Linked DNA regions of Gossypium hirsutum: region 1 is linked to region 2. The links are chromatin contacts, called in public Hi-C maps. All regions are on one chromosome and are shown on one strand. The core of a region is the stretch at or near the end of the contact, and the rest is flanking DNA. Distances in the headings are between cores, read along the strand shown. Region 1 has its middle 11 kb from the start of LOC107929504. Region 2 holds the start of LOC107929500 (putative aminoacrylate hydrolase RutD).

Region 1 (4,692 bases), core at 644-3,143, 35 kb after region 2:
ATGACAGCTGCATACTTTTCTGCTTCATCTCGAACCCAATGTTCCAACCTTTTGACATCAGTTGTCATCACTGCTTCAATGCAAGAACAGAAAAACAAAAAGGGGGAATAAAAGCACAGAACAAACAAAGAAAATGATCTTAAGTTCATGACAAGTTAAGCATTTGACTGGATCTTGTTCTTACCCCAATCCTCACTCATTTCTGGGGAGTTACAATCCATAAGAGGAGAACAGATCGCTGGGTCTGTTTTTAGCTCTGAAAGGTCATATTCAAAACCAGCATCAGTCGGCAGTGATCTGGTTTTGGCAGAGTTAGAAACCTCTTTGGCACCAAAGGAAGCATCTAATTTTGCACTGGCTTGGTTAGCAAACATGGCCTTCAATGAATGTCTCTCATGTCTAGACTCAGATACTGCCCTCCACCTTTCTGTTTCTAGTTCAGCTTGTTTCTTCTTTGTCTTTGATACTTTAACCTCCTTCAAAAGCAATTGCTTCTCTGCGGTATCCAACTTAGTTTTCCTCAGCATTGCAGACAAGACCTTATCTTTCTGTTCCAAGTCCTTCCGCATTTTCGCGATTTCCATGGACAAATTTTGAGCCAACAAAACTGACTCCTCTTTTTGCTCTAGGACTGCATCAAGCTCCAGCTTTGTAGCTTCAACTTCTCTAAAGGCTCGCCCCATCTCTGCTTCAAGTCGCCGTTGGTTTGAAACGATCTCGATAAAGGCAGTTTTGTGCTTCCAAAGCTCATTAGAATGCTCTTGAGCTTCCCATTTTGCAGCTTCCTTCAACTCTTCCGCAATACTTTCAAATTCCATTACCTTTTCTTCTAATTCCTTCCCCTTTTGCTCCATTTCTTCAATTACCTTATCCTTAGACTCCACCACCATCTCCATTTCATTCAACTTTTTGTTCAAGTCATCGATTTCTTGGTCTTTCTTTTTCTCAAGGACTCTTAATTCATTTAAAAGAGCTCAATTTGCTGCCTAAGTGACTTTCTTTCCATTAACCATCCTTGCTCTTGAGATGCAAAGATGCTCACAACCTTTTCATTTGCCTTTGCATCTTCATGTCTCCTTTTCTTTAACTCCTCGATCTCTATCTTAGCAATCTCGAGCTTTCGGAGAAGCTCGCACTGTGCTTCATTGGCTTCTTCTCTCTGGATTCTCCATATAAGCAATCCCAAGAGTTGAGCACTTCCATGAAGCATTTTATCTCGGGATTCAGACCATTTCTCATCTTCCTTTTCGGGTCCTGTAAGGAGTCTGAGAGCAAAAAAGGCACAAGAAACACCAATATACATTGGATACAAGCTATCCTTTTTGTCTTCGGAGAAAATTGGATATGAACCAGAGATTCCCTTCTCATCCATAGCTGAGGAACTTGTTTCTTTCTTTACCTCTGGAACTGAAATTCCAGGCATTCACTGTTTTGATTCAGACCCATAAAAGAAAACATATGATATATTCATGGCAATATAGTCACTCAGAAAAGGACAAATAATTGAGCACAAAAAGGGATAACAATAATGGAGGAACAATAATATCCTACACAGTAAGCAGCACAAGGACACCTTATAAAAACAGGACAATCCATGACAAGAATAATGTAAAACTTACAAGAATAAAAGGTTGAAAGATGTCTTCAATTCAAAACTAGACAAAATGCTAGAAAGTAGAGCCCCCAATGCTGGTTTTCCATGGAAATCATGTAAGGGATAGCCAAAGAAAAAAAAAAACCCAAAGTCGCAATTTATCCTTTTTATAAAATGATCAGGGAATACCAAAAGCATGAACTTTTACATGTGAAAAACTCTGCGAAATCTGTTAAACAAAAGGGCAAACCTTTTACAGAATGGAAGGGCTTGTTCCCTGGTTTTCAGTGACCTGATAACCCACATGCTATCCCATCAACTTTTTTTAAATAATTCTTCTGATGGTTTGTCACCAATACTAACAAGGAAAAAAGTTTGAAGACCTTAAATAAATGTTTCCTTGAACAATCCTGGAAATATTTTATTGTTTCCAAAGTGTCTTTCAGTTTTAAATGCATGAACTTATTAGTTGAAAATTAAAACTGTAATAATAATCTGGAAAAGGAAAAGAATTGAAAATTTATTATGAAACTACTTTTCAGTTAAAATATAAATGTGTAATTTAATTCCATTTTTAATGATTTAGGACCATATGGAAAATTATGTTGTAGACTTTAGAGTACAACTCTTACCAGACCTATAATAAATCAAGCCAATACCTAAAGATTATATTGAAAATATCAACCATATAAGTATTAAGGTTGGACCGCATTATTTTGTTAGAATTGGACTAGATAAATTGGTTGGAATGAAAATAAGTTAGTATATTAGTTGGACAAAAAATTAAATTAATTTGTAAACAAATTACTCCGAACCGGACAAAAAATCAGCAGTTAAACCGATTTATAAAATTTTTTAATTTTATAACATTTTAATTATTATTAAATGGACGAATAAATTAATTAAACTGAAAAATCACCTAAAACATTGTTTCGGTTTTTAAAACACTGTTAAGCAAACAAAAAAACCTTAGACCAATGCATTTATCATTTATCGGATAATCAAAACTCATGAAAAGTTAAAGTCAAAGAAAAAAAAAAACCAATTCTATGTGGTTCAATTGCTTCCCTAAAAGCCTAACAATATCCCAATTCCCAACAATTAATACTCAAATCGAACCCTAATGCTTGACAATGTTAATGAAGACTCAATTTACTTAAACAGGATGGCAATTTGATACAATTTATTACCTGCGAAAGCTCCTTGGTTGACCAAAAATGGTGGCGAAGAGCATTATCTGTAAACAAAGAGAGGAAATCTTCAATGGGTCCAGAACTATTAGGGTGTTTCGATTTGCTTCCTTGGTTGAGGAAATGATATGCAAATCAATGGTATTAAATCAGTTTTGTTTTGTTTACATGATAAAAAAAGAAGTATATAAATGGAAAAGAGAAGAGCACTCACAGCTCCATGATTGTAATTTATATATGTATATTCCGAGATCTGCTTTTGGAATTTGGATTAACCCAGCACTTGATTATACTCAAAGCAATCAATAAAAAATAAATTATTTTAAAAAAATGTGAAGAATATGAGCTAAGTGTGACCCTACTGTGGATGTTGCATTGAATAATAATTAGAAGGCTTCCATTTCCATCAAAAGATTCTTCCTCTTGCATTTCTTATATGTATTTTTTTGTATATTCTTCGATCTAAATGATAATAAAGAAAATGTGAATTGACTTTTAAAATATCCATCAAACATGGCGAAATGTTTTTGAATGATTATAATATTTGGTGGAGTGACGTGGCATTCCGGTGAAGTCGCGGGGATTCCAGAAATTTTTTTCCATGAAAGGTTTGAGAACATGGAGCACTAGTGCAGAGGAAAATTACGGTAAAATTACTCTAAAACCCTTGTATTAATAGTTAGATTATATTTTTAATTTATTTTTAATATTAAAAATTAGTCCATGTATATTACACATGTACACATGGTACATTCAAATCAAAATCATCGCAAATTGTTAAATTCAAAATTTTGTCTCGATGAATTTGCGAAATTTCTAGGTTTTTGGATATAGATCCATGTGTGAGAGCAAAATGGAGGACATGCCATTGCCTGCTCTCTTCGAACAAACGAGTAAGATCCATCTGACGGCCACGGAGTCCGGTGCTGATCAGGTACGCTCCCTTCTCATGCTTGATTCAATGTCCCTTTACTACCTTCTTATCTGATAAAATTTGCACTCCGTGGATTCATAGGATCTGGTAAAGAAAGGATGCGAGGCACTGGGTAAGTGCGAGGACATGATAAGCAAGCTAGGACTTTTTTCATCAATGAGACCATTGATGACATTAGCACCACCAATCTCAAGTATATTCTGGTAATCTTCAATATTATAATTCCCTTTCCTTTTTTGATAAATCAGTTGTCCGTAGTATCTACATTAAGTTTCAAAAAAGAAAAAGCTCCATTTGAAATTTGGATTTCTAATTATTTCATAATGTTTCTGGAATTACTTATTTTTGTATTATGCTGTAGTTATGTCATAGCGTCAAGGTTTTAACGTTTTTTTTCATTTCAGGTGCCATTTTATCTTGCAGAGCTGACTGAAAATATTGTGCAGGACGATAGGATACAGATTCTCAAAACTTCACAGGCAAAATTGAAAGTAAGTTTAGTTCATAACATGAAGTGTAGTTGAAAGATTAGTCATAATACTGAATAGTGTTGCTTGATAGCTGTTTACTTTTTAATCTGTTTCAACTTGTAGTCTATAGTCCATCTAGTATGTAAATTGGAACTTATAGAAAGTGTGGTGTCTTCTAGGAGCTCATGTCTTTTTGCGAGGCAATGGAGCTTGTACCACAGGAAGAGTTGGAAGTCGCCGTACAAGGAGCATCAAATTCTTTTGCTGATCAAAGGGCCTTAAAGGTAGTTATGTATACTCCTGCTAACAGCATGATTTGTATTTTTTTGGGGAGGAATACATAGATTCGAATGGAAATTCTGTTGTGGTGTACGTGCTTTTTTGTGCCTGCAATCAGATTGCTCGGTTCAAACGCCAAAGAGCAGCAGAAGCAAAGCTGACAGAAATAAAGGAACAGAAGGAACGACGCGAGCGTTCAACAAAAGCTGCTGCCATATCCACTCC
Region 2 (4,346 bases), core at 1,761-4,260:
TACAAACATGCAAGGGCGAAAGCAAAAAAAAGAAAAAAAGAAGAGGGGACAAAATTAAATTATAAATTCTTGAAAGGTCAAAAGATAATTTTACCATTATACTAATTTATAATTTTATAGATTTTCAAGAGACCTGAAAAACAATTTTAGCATTTAGGGCTAAGGCCATATCCATCCCTTTAGATTTGAATAATATCAATAAATTTATTTTTAATACGTAAAATTAATGTTGTTGGAAATAAATAAAATCAATCGATAAAATCAAATAATATATTAATCTGGATAAAACTATTTAACTTCCATTCAACCAACAGACCAAAAATCTGCAAACGACAATTGAATCATTTAAACTGAATTATAATTTTCTAATAAATAAATAAATGTTATTTGATGGGCAGTCAAATCACGTACCGATTTAATTAAAATACTGATTGAACCATTTATCTGAATTCTAAAAATATTACTTAAGATCTAAATTGTTATACAATAATTTACCATTTTTGAGGTAATGAATGACTAACCAATGTAAAGTAATGATGGAAGTCATAGCGGAATTAATTTACTACAGTCATAACGTCAGTCTCCCAGGTCACTTGGTTGGAAACTAGGGACACCCATTAATTAAAAACTTGACTATTTTTTTTTTGTGGTCCCTTATAAAAATTATTATTTTTAAACTATAAAATTAAATGTTTAATCTGGTGATTACTTTTTAAAAATTTTAATCTTATAAAAACTATTTTTTAATAATTTAAAATTATTTATTAATAAAAGGGGAACGAGTCTTAAAAGAAATAGTTATTGATGTCGTAAACTTTTCACGTAAGTTTACATGTTTGTTTTTTTTAATTAATCAATTAATGTAATTTTATTTCATGGAGTTAATATAAAATAATACTATTCAAGTATTAAAAAATATTTTGATAATTAAAATATTATCAATTTTAAAAACAAATCATAATTAAAGTCTAAATGGAAACATTAAGTGTTGTATGTTGCTTATTGAGTCTTTAGCTCGATTGGTATAGGTATTGTTATCAATATAGGAGCAGATAGGTTTAAGTGCGGTGAAGCACATTATCCTCCTATTTATGAGTTAAAGTGTAGAGACGAGTATCAAATGTGACACATAACAAGTTAAAAAAATACACTATCAATATATCAAATACTAACTTTACTATAAAATTTATCACATGCATATATATGTAGAAATTATATATTTAGAACACATATTTAAACTTACACAAATGTTTAAATAATATTATATATTTTATTCTATAAAAAAATAAATATTTTAACCAAAACTTCATCCCAAATATTTATGTAATTGAAAGTTGTATATTAATAGTATAATGATAAATTTAACTTTTAATGTTTACATATTTCGTAAATTGTCTTTGTTTTATATTTTAACCAAATTTGTCTAATAACATTTCAACAAAAGGTCAAATAATGTTAACTAAAATATTAAATTTTCAACAATGTTGATATGACGACTTGTGTGCTAAAGTGTACTTCATGTTGACTTTTCACTATTTATCTTATACTCTACATAATAAATAAATTAAAAATTATAAAAATATTCAGAAAAATAAAAAAAAGCATGAAATTCGCATAGATTGTCATGTTTAAAATTTAATGTTTTAGTCAATAATTTCCTTAAAAATATAACAATTAAACTATTTTTGAAAGGTCAATGATCAAATTCGATTCTTTTTAAAAGTGTTAACGGTCAAATTTAGCTCTAAAAGAGAATAAGGGCTAAATTGACAAAAAATATAAACATTAAAGACTAAATTTATCAATATGCCTCTATTAATCATAGAAAACATAAAATGCATTGTTTTATTTTTGGGTAAACTACACCATTAGTCACTAAACTACGGGTAAGTTTTCATTTTTGGTTATTTAACTAAAAAAATTACAATTTTGTTTTTGAACTATTCGAAAGTTTTCATTTAAGTCACTGAATTATTCAAACTTTTTTATTTAAGTCACTGGGCTGTTAAGTTTCTTTTCAAAGTTCAGCTAACGAGCTCCAAGTGACGATTTGATAATCGGTATGATGAATCAATTCCCATCAACGAGTAAAAAAATATATCTTAGATCCAAGTTATTGAAGCCGAAGATTTTTATACCTTTAGTTATAACCTCGAAGTGCCTCACGTTTAGTCCTTATTAGTGGATTAGAGACAAATGGTTAAGTGGTTTGCTATCATAGACTTGGGTAGGATGACGACTAGATGTGCTTTTAATCACTTCAAACGAAACGCGATAATTAAGGTTAGAAATGATGATTAATGAGTTGAGTATACACGAACATTAAATGAAAAAGTATTTTTTAAAAGAAAAGAAAATTCTTGCAATGAGTAAATCTAAAAAATTTACTCAAAAACTTATCTCCAAAAATCGAAAATATAACATAGTTGGATAAATAACAAGTATTAATGTTGTATCTAAACTTAACCAAATTAAAAGATTAAATTTAATATATATGAATTAAACTTTAATAATTATCGAAACATTAATGAAGATGGAGTCAATTCAATCACATTATTCAAACGTATAGATTTTAAAATCATCAATATCAACAACTCAAAATAATAAATGATTAAAAATTTTGTGTTAACGTATCAAGACCCAAATTTTGAGCCTTAGTATTAAGATCCCAATAAAAATTCTTATACTGCTGTGTTGGATAAAAATATATACACTGCCCCAAAGCATGTGTAATTCGTGGCTAAATTCATATATACTGATTTGATGAAACTGCGCAATAAAAAAAACCTATCCAAAAGCCTCCCACGTGTACGGCTCGACGAGCTTTAGTTTATGATGCCCGCGATCGGTGCGTTGCAATTGTAATTAGGAAAGGGATCTAAATTATGACCTTTGACCGATTTCGCGCCAATCAACTATCCAACGTGGCAACAACCAATAGACACTAACCACGTGGTGCAATCCAACAGCCAATACCCGTATAAGTATTCATCGTCCTTCTGCTCGTCTTCCCTCTTTATCTTCTTTTCATATTCTGGAACAGCAGAAATCTGAATAATCTCAGATTATACTTAAAAAAAAAAAACTGAAAATTATAATCTCTATCAATTACTTTTTTAATCCTCAGAGCATAAATTGTGAATCCAATCTACGAAACGATGCCGTATTGCGAGGTGGGAAAAACGCAGAACGCCGTCGACGCTGCTCTAAACAATGGGATCCAGATTTATTATCGGACTTACGGTCACGGCCCTATCAAAGTCCTCTTAATCACAGGTGATTTTTAATTTTTTTTAATTTTACTTTCAAATGTTCGTTGAATGTATCCTTCTTTTTGGGCGGTAGTTGATAATTTGGTGAATGAATGGTCAGGATTGGCGGGTACACATGATTCGTGGGGCCCACAAATCAGGGGACTGGCCGGAACCGATAGGGCCAACGACGATGAAACTATGGCGGTTGATCGGGAATCCGACGGAGCTAATAATGAGGTCGGCGGCATCGAGGTTTGTTCCCTCGATAATCGTGGGATGGGCCGGAGTTCCATTCCCACAAAAAAATCAGACTATTCGTGAGTCTCTTTTGTTTTTAGCGGTTTATTAGCATTCAATTTTTATTATGCTTTGACTTTCTTTTTCCTGTTTATAGTTATTTAATAAAGGCGCTTTTTCCTGCTTTTTACAGTGAACTGTAGCTTGTTATTTATTTAAAAATAAAGAAAGTCAATCAAATTTTTGTAATGTGTTTAATACTGTAAGTGACTTAAAAATTACTAACCCCGGTTGAAGAAGAAGAGCGAGGAAAGTGATTTTTCTTTCTTATTTCTGGATGTTGAGTGCAGGACGAGAATTATGGCAAAAGATGCAATTGCCTTATTGGATCATCTGGGCTGGAAGAAAGCCCATGTTTTTGGGCATTCAATGGGTGAGTGAATTCATTCGGATTTTCATTGCAAGAATGAAAAAAATCCAGGAAAAAGAAACTTTAACCTTCTTAGTTTGTATTAATGAAGAAATGGTAATCTTGTTTTTAATATAAAGCTTGCTTGAATTTGTTATCCGAAACAGGGGCTATGATTGCTTGTAAGATGGCGGCATTGGTGCCTGATAGAATTCTTTCTTTAGCATTACTTAATGTAACAGGTGGAGGTTTTGAATGTTGCCCGAAGGTAATTCTTTATTTTCTATTTGTGTTTCTGGGCATTTGGTTGCCTTGAATTGAGTTCTCTTCATTTTTTCATAAATTTGATGAGTTTTATGCATATCCATTATTAACTCAGCTTAAGAGACTTTAATGATAACTGTAGAGATTATGACACACTTTGGAATCATTTGCTAAACTGTAGA

Evidence for each region. Hi-C and Micro-C count contacts between places; a contact is called where the count stands out from the background.
Region 1: a contact with region 2 is called in a Hi-C map of fibers, with 1.7 times the contacts expected there. The contact joins the enhancer-like site here to the promoter of LOC107929500 in region 2. A contact is called at or near these places in 16 of 34 Hi-C or Micro-C datasets (anther, callus, cotyledon and 4 more).

What each region holds. Positions count from the first base shown.
Region 1 is chrA12:106,672,803-106,677,494 of Gossypium_hirsutum_v2.1, forward strand. It overlaps the pseudogene LOC107929589 and the pseudogene LOC107929590. Among protein-coding and RNA genes, the nearest start is that of LOC107929504, 11 kb to the left of the region's middle. Within about 2 kb of position 1,894, at least 6 of the 9 cell types and tissues checked have an H3K27ac peak or open chromatin away from gene starts, as enhancers often do. A contact at or near this core is called in cotyledon and fibers, where this site is marked.
Region 2 is chrA12:106,636,749-106,641,094 of Gossypium_hirsutum_v2.1, forward strand. LOC107929500 (putative aminoacrylate hydrolase RutD) reads left to right here and starts at 3,011. Exons shown (of 11, transcript XM_016860935.2): 1 at 3,011-3,276; 2 at 3,373-3,571; 3 at 3,842-3,924; 4 at 4,068-4,168. The coding sequence starts at 3,159.